Linked DNA regions of Sus scrofa: region 1 is linked to region 2. The links are chromatin contacts, called in public promoter capture Hi-C maps. All regions are on one chromosome and are shown on one strand. The core of a region is the stretch at or near the end of the contact, and the rest is flanking DNA. Distances in the headings are between cores, read along the strand shown. Region 1 holds the start of LRP1 (prolow-density lipoprotein receptor-related protein 1). Region 2 holds the start of RBMS2 (RNA-binding motif, single-stranded-interacting protein 2).

Region 1 (2,700 bases), core at 18-2,517, 620 kb before region 2:
GAAGGGGAAGTGCCCATTTCCGCGGAACCCAGGCTGGCAGCCTGCTGGATCCTGGACCCAGGCCTCCTAGCCTGGTCTCCAAGGGCCCAGATTCCACACCCAAGCAGGGGGCCTTCTCTTGGCCCTCCCTCTCCCCACCCACAGCCTTCTCCAGGGCCTGTCTGCTCTCAGCAGGGCACCCCTGACCTGGCTCCCCCTTTCAGATTCAGAGGGCACTGCAAAAGGACCCCCGCCCCCTTTTGCAACCAGTACATTGTAAATCCGGATTCCTTTACAATTCAGATGGGGGGTTGGGGGGTGGAGGACGTAGAAGAGGCGCAGGCCCTCCCCGACCAGAGATAGGAAGAGAAGGCCTCTAGATCCCAGGATCAGAAAAAGGGGATCCCTCTTCTCCCTTCCTAGGCCTCTGGTCTTTGTTTGGGCTGGGGGGTCCCTGAAGCATCATTTGTCAGGGCCCCCATTCTCCAAATTGGACCCCCCCATCCCCACCCCCAGTTGGGCCGCTGCTGTGTCAGCTGGACTGGGATAACAAAAGGCACCCCCTCCCGCGTCTCCCTTCCCCTCCGAACGCTGGAGTGGGGGCTGGGGAGTGGGTGTCCCCAGGGGTCCAAGGGGGCCGCGGGATCTCACTCACCATCGATAGCGGCAGCGACCAGAGCTGAGAGCAGGGGCAGCAACAGCAGCGGCGGCGGGGTCAGCATGGTGTGGGCTGATGCAAGCAGCAGCCCTCTCCCCTCTGGTCCTGTTACTTCTCGCCGTCGCCCCCCCCAATTGGGGGGTCCCCCTTTTTCCTCCTTCCTCCCTTCTCCTCCTCTATTCTTATCCTATCCTTCAGCACAGCGCACCAGGGGCGTGGGTGACGAGGTAAGTTCGGAGCCCCCTTGGGAAGGGCTTGCAGACCAGCTGCACCCCCAGCCCCCCAATCCAAACCCTTCACCCCTGCTGTTCTCCTCGTTCCTCTTTTCCCCCTCTCCCCGGGCGAAGCTCACAGCCCCATCTCCGAGCCGCCTCCGGCTGCAAAAATGCACAATTGGGAGGAGGCGGGGTAGGGGGGTGGGGGCGTGGACCGGGTGGGGGAGCCTTTGGAAGGGGCCTGATGGAGCTCTGGGGGCTCCCCTGGTTTCCGCCTCCTCAGTGCACGGGCCTGGAGCTCGCACCACTGTTACCCGGACTGAGGTGTCGCGGGGCGGGCTGAGGGGGGAGAGGGAGGGGACCAGGAGAGGAGGGAGGGAGAGAAGGGGCGGGGAAAGAAAAAGGGGGGGGGAAGAGCTACGCGGCAGTCCTGTGAGTGCGCATGCGCTGATTTGGCGCGCTGCCCTGGGGAGGGGGAGTCAGAGAGGCGACCAGATTTGGATCTCTGGCTAGCGGTCCTAGAGCGGGGGTCCCGGCCCTGCTGGCTAGTTTTGGGCCTGGAGCGCCTTTTTCCTTGACTGGGGCTTGGTCCCTTGCGCTGCAGAACTGAAGAGGCGAGGGGGGTTGAACAGGGGGCGAGGAGCCCTGAGCGGCTTCTCTTTGAAACTCGGTGTCTTGCCCTAGGATCAGGCCCGGTCTGGGGATCCAAGACCCAGAGGTCTGGGTCGAGGCCCGAGCTCCACGAGAAAGCCCGACTGTGCCTCCGCTGCCCGGGGTGGGGGCGGGGGCCGCCAGTCCGCTGGGAAGATACGGGGAGAGGCTGAGCTTTGATTTGGAGACTTTGTAAGACCGGGACCAGGATTGGGGCCTGCGGCGGAGGGGGGCGGGTTGGGGGAGGGGCCGAGAAGTCCCGCCCTCACCTCGCTCTAGGGCTTGGAGTAAACAGGGACACCCGCGGGGACACGCCGGAGCTTGTCCGCTCGCCTAGGGCTTGGGGATGGAGCCCACCTTAGTACCCGCCCCGCCCTGCTCTCCTGGCACCGGGCGCGGGAGGGGCAGTCCCTGGTTTGGAGGGAGGTGAGTCACTAGCGGGTGGGGTTGAGGAAGGGCCACCCCTCTTAGCCCCAAGAGGTCTGGGCTCATTTATTTTTTTGTTTGGTGTTTTGTTTTTTATACCTTCTGACTGGCTTCCTACCAAGTCGGGGTTTTAGATTCCAAGCAGCAGGGATTTGGAATAAGATGAGGGACTCTAGACCTCTGTCTCCAGGCCTTGAGTTCTAAGGAGGTGTCTGCAGAGTGCCAGACCTTTGTCCTGGCCTAAGTCCCTATGGGAATGCTGCTTTGAGTCCACTGGGCGCCGGGCGGTTCCCAGAGCCCGGCGAATGTGCCTCTGGCCACTGCCCCCTTCTGGGTGGTGTTTTGAGGCTGTACCATGGATGTCTGACTTTCTGGTGTCGACGAAGTCAGAGTTCAGGGAGAAGGCAGGCAACGTCGGCTGCCGGAAACTGACGTTTGAAATGAGGGAGGGTTGCACCACCCTTCTCCCTTTTAAAATTCAAGAAAAGGCCCCAAATCCTCACTCCAGTCTGGCCTTGGCAGAAAGCAGAGCAGCGTGGAGTGTTTGTTGATGGCAGTGAGAGCAAGAGAGGAATCCAGAAGAAGCTAGACCTTTCCTCCAAACTACAACTTCCACCAGGCTGGCTTTGCTCAGGGCCAAGGCCACCTGCCTGTAGACTCTCCCAGGCTGGAAACCTCAGACTTTTTGCCAGCTGGGCCTTTCCTATAGCCAGTCCTGCAAAGCCTGTGCTTGAGATTTGTCATTTTTTTCCCCTTTGAAATGGAGCTCAG
Region 2 (2,700 bases), core at 122-2,621:
GGGGTCCCAGAATTAGTCTCACCTATAGGAGAATGGATTGTGCACATTAGCGAATGACTAGAGAAGGGAAAAACAAACAAAAGCAAAAAGTCACTCCACCTGATTTCAAATCAAATAAACCCTCCAACCCTAACCAAGCCAAAGGAGAACTCCCTCTCTACAGAACACACCAGAGAAAGATTTTGATTTTCTCACAGCTGCCCCTAGTACTCATTTATCTTATTTTTTTGGCCATGCAGGCCACATGCGGAAATTCCAGGGCCAGGGATCTAACCCAAGCCACAGTAGTAACAAAGAATCCTTAACCTCTAGGCCAAAAGGCAATTCCTTTTTTCCCCCCTTTGATGCTCATGTTAACCCAAAAACAAAACGAAAGGCAGCATTCTGTGATACTGCCAGCCTCTAGACAACTCTCAGTACTGTTGCTTCCACCTAAATGCCTCATTCAGAAACTAGCTCATTTCCTGGGATAATTCAATGGTTAATTTTGGGAAGTGCAGCATGATGGAGAGAGCCTTGTAGTCAGTGACTTGGATCTGATTCCTGGCCCTGGTACTTAGCTGGGTTTGTCTTATTCAAATAAGTCAATTTTGGAGTCTTAGTTTCCTCATCTTCAGAACGGGACTAATAACCTAATCTGCAGGTCTCCAGTAAGAAGAAGAGACAGACCAACCAAGTGGTTGATGCGCCATAATAGCTGTTATTTCAACGAGCTCCTACAAACTACAGATGCTGTGTGAGACAGTGTAAAGATAGAGGTGAATGCTCTCCTCGTTACCAATGATAAGATTCCTAAATGTGCTTAGTTTTCAAAATTCTTTTTGTCTATCTTTTCTGCCCGTGATGAATACAGCAAGCAATTAAAACAGCTAAAATTGACAGAGCACCAAACTGTTTATAAAATGTTTACAGGCTCAAGGTTAAGAATACCTAAGTTTTAAGCAGTCCCCAAATAACTGGTAGAAATAAAACGAGAAGCCAGGCAACCAAGCAACCCAGGGTGTCTTTTTTCGCGGCCTCCTGATTTCACTGAAGCGCTCGGGGGCGGGGGGGGCTGCTCCTGGTTGGGGTAATTTCCAGCCATCTGACTCCTCACTCACCAACACTGCGTGCTGGAGAATAGACGTTCGTTTGGCCTCCACGCCGCACTACGAGGCGGGTTATTGAGGGCGGGTTCTGGCCTTCGAATGTCGAAGGTCACTAAAAAGCCTCTTGAACAGAGCTCATGCTTCTCCAAGTGCAAAGAAGAACGCTTCTCCTCTCTCTCCGAGAACTCCATCGTCCTGACGCCACCGCGTCCTCGCCCTTCGAGCTGCCTCACCTCAGCTTTCCCGCCCTCAGCGGCTGCACGAGAGACCCGCCGCAGAGGGCGGGTGCGCGGAGGAATCCACCGGCTTTTGCGAACGGCACACCCCCTTGTTTTCATTGGGTAGCCTCATCTTTTCTCCGCCCCCAAGATTTTTGCTTCCTCAACGATTGGACACGAACACTGTCCATCCCAACTCTCAGGCACCGCCCCTTTCAAGCTAGCCTTTACAACCTTTTTGGTATTTTTCCATCTAGCTCACTCCTCACCGATTCCCTTTATCGGTGGGATTGAGTGCACCTGGCAGTGGCTGGAGCCTTGGAGGAACCAGTCCCTCCTCCTTCTTCAACGCCACTCACTGGGCGCCGCCTCCGCACCTCCCAAGCTCTGCACTCCCTCGCAGAACTACCCCCACCTGGTCCACGATTCCTCCGCCCCTCCCTCCAGCCACCGCTCAGACGCCCTGGGCGCTCTAGCCGAGCCGGCGGCGGTCTAGGGGGATGCGCTCTATGAAAGCTCTGCAGAATGCACTGAGCCGGGCCGGCAGTCACTGCCGGCAGAGAGGCTGGGGTCACCTGAGCCGGAGCCCTCTCCTTGGCGGGGGCGTCCGGCACCACCTCAGTGAGGCCGCGGCGCAGGGCAGGGAGACTCCGCACAGCCACCAGCCGCTGCACCAGGATCAGTAAGGCTTGCTGGGCAGGGTCAGGGGACAGGCTCGCTCCCACTCCCACTGTCGTTCTCACTAGTTTCTGAGTCCCCTTCCCCCAGAAGCGCATCGCATCTTCCTTCTCTCCTCGTTTATTGGCCTGCGATGCCTTTTCCTTTAGAATTGGGGCTTTGGGTCCGCCGCACTCGGGCGGTAACGTGCCGTCTGCCCGGGAGGGCGTTTGGGCAGGTCGGTCCTCGGAATGGTGCATGTCCAAGGTGCGTACTTAATTGGGAGCGCGGGGGGGGGGGGGCGCGGAGTGTTGCTTGGTGCACGTGTCTGAGGGCAGAGCCGTGTGCTCACCGCACCCCTCACCCTTCACTCCTCCCCGGTCCTCGAGTGTATTTTAGGGGATGCATGGATATGGAACAGCCTACCTCTAGTCCTGATGTTTTGGGGTCTGTGAGTGGTTTGTGTTTTGGTGTGTAATGTGTGATGCTTGTGTATTACTGGTGCGCAGGTGTGTGCGTATGTCGTTTGCGTACGTGTTGGGGGTGTGCGTTATCAGGGCTCCCTAATCTGTAGAATAAGGGTGGTTCTCCAATTGGTCTTTGAATAAGAAAAATCTTTTTCATTACAAATTTTTTATTATAGTTGATTTACAATGTTCTGTCAATTTCTGCTGTACACACAAAGTGACCTAGTCATACAGGAAAATCTTTATAATGGGGGAAAAAAAATCATAAGA

The links. Promoter capture Hi-C pulls out the DNA fragments that hold promoters and counts their contacts.
Region 1: a promoter capture Hi-C map of liver shows a contact between it and region 2, with 5 times the contacts expected there. The contact joins the promoter of LRP1 here to the promoter of RBMS2 in region 2. A contact is called at or near these places in 1 of 5 promoter capture datasets (liver) and 1 of 2 datasets of contacts at active chromatin or transcription factors (alveolar macrophages).

The regions. Positions count from the first base shown.
Region 1 is chr5:22,434,203-22,436,902 of Sscrofa11.1, reverse strand. LRP1 (prolow-density lipoprotein receptor-related protein 1) reads right to left here and starts at 1,267. Exons shown (of 93, transcript XM_021091826.1): 1 at 635-1,267. The coding sequence starts at 701.
Region 2 is chr5:21,818,523-21,821,222 of Sscrofa11.1, reverse strand. It overlaps RBMS2 (RNA-binding motif, single-stranded-interacting protein 2), which reads right to left and starts at 1,371. Exons shown (of 17, transcript XM_021092894.1): 1 at 1,101-1,371. It overlaps GLS2 (glutaminase liver isoform, mitochondrial), which reads left to right and starts at 1,222. Exons shown (of 18, transcript XM_003481629.4): 1 at 1,222-1,988. The coding sequence starts at 1,807.